2 separate regions of the Mus musculus genome follow, and region 1 is linked to region 2. The links are chromatin contacts, called in public HiCAR-type maps. All regions are on one chromosome and are shown on one strand. The core of a region is the stretch at or near the end of the contact, and the rest is flanking DNA. Distances in the headings are between cores, read along the strand shown. Region 1 overlaps Fars2 (phenylalanine-tRNA synthetase 2 (mitochondrial)). Region 2 overlaps Fars2 (phenylalanine-tRNA synthetase 2 (mitochondrial)).

What was found. HiCAR-type assays count read pairs that join an accessible place to other places.
Region 1: a HiCAR-type map of Th17 cells shows a contact between it and region 2, with 2.2 times the contacts expected there. The contact joins two enhancer-like sites. A contact is called at or near these places in 2 of 15 datasets of contacts at CTCF or cohesin (CD8 T cells and the NIH/3T3 cell line), 5 of 484 Hi-C or Micro-C datasets (CD8 T cells, the N1E-115 cell line, Th1 cells and 2 more), 2 of 115 datasets of contacts at active chromatin or transcription factors (Th17 cells and embryonic stem cells) and 1 of 9 other capture datasets (embryonic stem cells).

Annotation. Positions count from the first base shown.
Region 1 is chr13:36,391,400-36,394,455 of GRCm38.p6, reverse strand. The region is part of intron 5 of Fars2 (phenylalanine-tRNA synthetase 2 (mitochondrial)); the gene reads right to left. Among named protein-coding and RNA genes, the nearest start is that of Gm40912, 190 kb to the right of the region's middle. Within about 2 kb of position 1,660, at least 6 of the 459 cell types and tissues checked have an H3K27ac peak or open chromatin away from gene starts, as enhancers often do. A contact at or near this core is called in Th17 cells, where this site is marked.
Region 2 is chr13:36,286,181-36,289,377 of GRCm38.p6, reverse strand. All of the region lies in intron 4 of Fars2 (phenylalanine-tRNA synthetase 2 (mitochondrial)), which reads right to left. Among named protein-coding and RNA genes, the nearest start is that of Gm40912, 80 kb to the right of the region's middle. Within about 2 kb of position 1,432, at least 7 of the 459 cell types and tissues checked have an H3K27ac peak or open chromatin away from gene starts, as enhancers often do. A contact at or near this core is called in Th17 cells, where this site is marked.

The DNA.
Region 1 (3,056 bases), core at 411-2,910, 100 kb before region 2:
CCTATCATTTTACTTTCTTCTCATTTAATGTCATCCCAGGTCCTACAGAGTTCCATATTCTGACAGACCCCGGGAAGTATTCTATGGGTGCTAACTACTGAAAGCGACGTAAGCATGCCTGAATACATTCAGAGGTGGTCTGCTGACTATAGAGTCCTTGGAGAAAAATGAACAAAAGAATCACCAACTGAAGGGTTGAAGCACAGCTTCCAATAGCTTTTTCAAAGCTCAAATAAAGAAGGCCCTTGCCTTCGGGGCCTCCTTGGATCTGACTTGCCTCCTCACCCTACCTATCCTTTATCGCCACATGGCCTAGGAGCCTTGGGGGTCAGATCCCGCCACATCGTATGTGAGCATTCTTCCTGACCCCCATTTTTTCTATGCAGAGGTTCATCGCCACAGTGAACATCTCTCCTGACTATGTTGGCAGTTTTTGTCTCTACCACAGCTGAAGAGAAATAGCCAGAAAAGGTAGGTTCAGCTGAATTAGTTACTTTTAAAAAACATTTACTAATTTAGGAATTCTAGAATAGTCTACTATCACCTCAAAAATCAATGGGTAGAAAGGTAACTGGGACAAAAACTCAACCTGAGCTCTCAAATCTTTAAAGCAATACGAACACCTTAGCTGCTCTAGGCAAGGGCAGAAGGTCGCAGGATGAAAGGTCGCAGGATGAAAGGTCGCAGGATGAAAAGGTCGCAGGATGAAAGGGGGTGAGGTGGGAAGAACAGACACATGGAGGTGACAGGCTGGGGGACCCGTTAGCTTTCACTGGCATCCACTGCACATAATGCTGTGGGATTTAAATATTACATATTTTCTAAACAGCAAATATTACATAGAAGAGACAATTATAGGACAAATATTAATACTTAGTCACAAACTTGGGGTATAATAAAATGGTCACAGAAATTTAACTGCAGTCTATACAGCTGTGTTTTCCTTCAAATCACCATTTCTTTACATAAAGTTCTGCTTTTTAATATTGGAGTTTATATTAATAAACAAGGGCTTCAATTGTCTTACTTTAGGAACAAATATAAACTATTTTTGCCTTTGGTACCATGTCCAAATACTTCTAACACAATGTACAGCAAATTTCACAGAGGGTCATAGGTCAAAGTAAGATAAAGTCCCTCGGGGTTCTGTGGTGGCCGCCCACCCCTGAGCCCAGGCTGTATCCACAGAAGCACTGGTACCTCCTCAGCCGCCATGCGCCTTGCCTGTGCTACTTGCTCTGACCACTCAGACCTCACTCCCACTGTCCAAGACCCCACAGACCAAAGTGAAGGGGAACAGAACAAACCGCTCAGCACGACATGTCCTTAAGTGCCAGATGTGTTCACGCCCCAGGGGCACAGGCCAGTTTGGCCATCACTGTGAAGCTCAATTGGTATTTATATTTTCTTGTCTGATTTTGAGGGACAACTAAACCTTCTATACAGGAAATGAAGTCACCTTAAGGTAAACTTATTCAGAGGACAAACCCTGGAACATGGTCAAAAGAATCTGGCCCACACGGCAGATCAACAGTCAAATCTGACTGTGAGAAAAATAGCCAATCAGTTTTTTCAAAAGAACCCTCACCACATGGTACATTGCTCTCAGGTCACGTCTAGGTCCCTGACCTAACACAAAATGCCCTCTGTACCATGGCTTCTTCACTAGGAAAGGTAGGAGTTCACAGGCTGATGTCTAATGAAAACTGTTCCCGAGAGTGTCGAGAGGGTACCTTGAGAGACCCAGTCATGGTCAAGTGTATCTGAGAAGCACTGGGTTAAGCAAGTCAGGCAGCTAGACAAGTCAAACAAGTAAGCCAGATGACAATGATTACTGGAGCCTGTCCTTTCTAAATGGTAAATTGAAAAGGCCAAGTGGAAACCAAACCTAAGGTCCCTCTAGTTACCTCAGCCCTGCCATTCTGTCAGAGGCCAGAAAAAAACCACCAGCAAGGGCATTTTGTGGCTTCCAGAGTGGTCAGCTAACTTGTACTAAATCCTATACCTGCTTCTCCAAGGGCCCCGAGTAAGTGTCATGGTGGTCTATAAATGTTACCCATTAAAGGTCAGGACATGGCTTTTCAGAGTTTTCTCAAGTTCTCAGAGGCTCCCAGTAAGCCAGATCATCCACTCAGAGGTGCCGTGCCAGACACACTCGTGACTAATTTCCCTCTTCAAAATATTCAAAATGAGTAACATGCACGCAGGATCAACCCTGAGGCCACATGTGCTGATTTCTTTTCTCTCAGACTTGCCATATATGCTGGTTACCTCCACAGGATTCAACTCTCACTTGCCATCCTCACCGTGCGCTGTGGCAGATGGTGTGATCCAGATTCTGGGGATGGGGAAAGGGAAGAGCGGAAGGCACTGTGCTCAAGGGTGCATGGTAAGAGTGAGAGAGAGGGGGAATCCACACATTCATACCTCACAGCATGCCCACAGTGTGCCCTTCTTCCTGAAGCCCTCCCCAAGTCTGCTGATACCACCATGGTTGTGCCGTTTCTTTTGTCTCTCAGGCTCCCTCTGGCTCTCTTGATGCAGTAAACTCCTTCATCAAATCATTATGAAAATTAAATGAGATGAAATACAGTCAGATGTTTCTATGCTTCTGATGAGAGTCACATCCAGATAAAGCCATTGCAAATGGAATATACCAAAGGCAAAAAAGGTGATTAATAAATGCCTTTTTGAACACCCAAGCACAGTAGCCGTGCATGTGCAAAGCACCAACTGTTTTCCCTTGTGACTGAGAAGCGGGCCATGAGGATGAGTCTTTTTTCAGATGAGGCAGAGGATTAGACCATATATGGGGTACCTAGGGTAAAGACACAAACTCCTGAGTCAAAGCAAGGTTCCTGTTGAATGCTATCATGGGATATCTACCAATCTGCAGTCTATAGTAAAAGCACCATGTCTTCTGCACAGAGTTCAGTCAGTGCGGCCACTGGCAGCAGCTGAACTCATACTGTAGGTTTCCTAATTCCTGCAGAACTGTGCTCTACCAAGCTAGCTACCGGGTTCCATAGGCAGTTCTGAGAAAGCCTTCCTCCGCC
Region 2 (3,197 bases), core at 183-2,682:
AAAGTTTACATACATACATATATATACTACTCATACTAAGACGGCTCACAATGACATCAACAGTGAGGTAAGTAGTACAAGCTCCCTGCATATATATATATATATATTTACCCAAACTAAGTCCATGCGGAGGGTGTCGGCAACTGAGTTGTATGCATATTCTTTATAAGAGGCTATAATATCTATTGATATATCATCACAAGTAAGAACTGACAAATAGTGATAGAATTTAAAACATAAACAACTATGTATTATAAACTACTTTATCCTGCTGAAAGCCAAAGAAAGATGAATATCTGCAGATATACTTGAGAAAAAACCCTGCAGATACTCTTGAGAAAAAGAAAAAAACAAACAACAAAACAACAAAAAACAAACCTCTGCACCTGGCCTAATATTAGGACACAGAAGGAAGTGGAACTCACTTCTGGCTCCAGACTCCTCAAATATTCTAGGTCATACCGTATCCTCACTCGTGGTGGGATTTGGAATAAGGTCCAACAGGTTTTTAATAGAACAAATAAAAAAAATAAATAACTATGACAGCAAGAAAGGGGAAGGCAAACCTAGCACAGTCCAGACAACATGCTATGTAGGTCTAGGCCCAGTGAGGGTCCTCAAACAATGGAATAAAGGAAAGACTTGCATCCAGAAGAAAAATCAATCCAAATGTCCATGCCTTTCACCTGACTCAGGGCTGTGCATGATGATGCATCCTAGCCAGGAGGCAAACTAAAAGAGGTTCACCAAAGATATAATTCTACTGTATGAAATTTCATACAAGTGCTTTAGTAATTTCAAACAGTACCAATGGATGCTAAAAGCTATGACTTGAAGGTTTTTACAGTTTAAAAAAAACATAGGAATCCTCTAATACGTTTGCCTTAAAGTATATATGGACTCCTGTCTTACCCATAGACCTTAGCACCCTCAACTGGGCTCAGAGGGGAAAGGGGGTAATTCCAGGAAGGCACACCACAGTCTTCAAACAGAAATGAACAAGCTGGTGCTTGGTCCCTCACACTACTCATACTAAGACGGCTCACAATGACATCAACAGTGAGGTAAGTAGTACAAGCTCCCTGCATGCGCTATGTTACCTCCAAGCAGAACCATTTTCATGGCAGAGGGCTGGTTGCAAGATGAGCTGCTCAGTCAGCCTGAGAGCAGCATGGCGGTGCAAGCATTGGTTTCTCACCTGGGTCTGGGCAGAGCACTGAGAGCACAAGCAAGGCGTATAAGATAGCCACCTCCAACTAGGGGCTAGGAGACAGAGCACTCGGATTTGACTCCTGCGTTTGCCACTACTTAAAGATTTAGTGTTCTCTCTTAGAAGGAACAGGGGCAGTACTCAGGCATGAACCGAGCAGCTTGTGCACTCTATGTGAGTGGTCTACTTCTAAACCACTTACCCAGCCCCAGTTCTTAAGGACTCATAACCTTTGTGTCTAACCACCCTACACAGGAAGGGAAATGTCATTGCTCATTCTCCAACTGAGCTGTCAGGCTTTTATCAGTGAAACAAAAGTCCATAAAAGTCCCAGTAAAATGTTATATTCATCTAGAAAGTTCTTTCTGAGCCTAACACTCTAGAAGTCTACCTAGACAGGCTAAGCAATGTCCGACCACAGGAGTAGGTGATGAAATTATCAGAATGCCCTGTTGTACACACAGTCTTTGGGGTCCAATGTCTGAAAGCTCTCCTGTGCCAGGTCACCATCGATATGGAACTTTTCATGTGTTAATCACAGTCTAAGTATTTGAATTAACTTATTCATTTAAACCTTAAAAATACCAACTAAAATTAAATACAATAAAAATTAATTGCAATATTTAGTAAATGGAAACTTAGGTTAATTAATATTATCAAGGTCACCCTCCTGAAAGAGTTGAAACTCTGGCATGCTGACTTAGGAGCCCATATTCCTAATCACTTTACTTTATGTCTTGAAGATGCTACAACAAGACAAGTGATATATTTTCATTGATCATGCAAGTAAGTCACGTTTCAGTCAAGTGAGGAGTACCAGGAAGGGAATGAAATGGGTGCTGGTATAGTGGGTGTCTGAATCTGGTCAAGTCAGAAGCTCAAAAACTGGTTCCTGGGACATATTCTCAGGAATGGCAGTCCTTGTGAAAACCAAGTCCAGAGAGGCCTCTATGTTTCACTTGTTTCTAGTACTGTAGATTGAACACTGGGCCTTCTGGATGGTATATAAGCTCTCTGCCACTGAGCTATGTCCCCAGGTCACCTACTGCTTTATTTTGCACAGGTTGTACTAAATTGCACAACATAACTTGAACAACCCTGTAGTCCAGGCAGACACTAGGTTTACAATTCTCCTGCCTCCATTCTCCAAGTAGTTAGGATTACAGATCTGTGCCACCTGCCTCAACCTCAATTGCTTATTTTAATTATGAAATCATATACTAAGTATTGGGAAGGCATATACTATCAAGGTTTAGATATACGAACTGTCCTGGACATGGTTCATATGCAATATCGTCAGACATAAGCATCAGAACACTGGTTGCCAGCCCTAATTATAATGAAGGGCTTTTTTTTTTTTCCTGGTGTCTTCACTCCTATATTTTCAGCAAACCCTAAAGATTTAATGCAAAGATCTAGCTCTCTACACTGATAATACTAAGTGACACTTAATATTCTACATTTTGAAATTGTACTTTCTTCTTCAGGAAGCAGATGCTCTTCTTCCTGCATCCCCCATTCCTCTCTAACACTCTTGGTGACAGTCCCTGCTCTGGCTGAGGACATCCCTTTTGCTCAGCCTTTCACTCATGCATCTGCCAACTCCAGTGAGTATGTTCTCACTGCTTCGTCATAACTTCTCTGCACCTGCAGCTGCTCTTCACCATCCATCTGCGGTGGACCTGCATGGCATTTTATAAAAGATTCTATTCACCTCCCCAATTCTCTTCATTCATTTATTTAGACATACATACATCAATTAAATTTTTATTAGTCAGTCATTGATATCTTCATATTGACTAGGACTTATCGATTGGATAGTCAACAAGACAGACGAGATCTAGCCCAAATAAAACTTAGATTCCAGTAAGAGTGACAGTAAGTAGTACAACAAGATAACCTATAGGTTGCTAATCTCATGAAGAACATAAAGCAGGCAATACCAAGAAAATGCTTTCTGCTCAAACAACAGGGTATCTGACAAAGA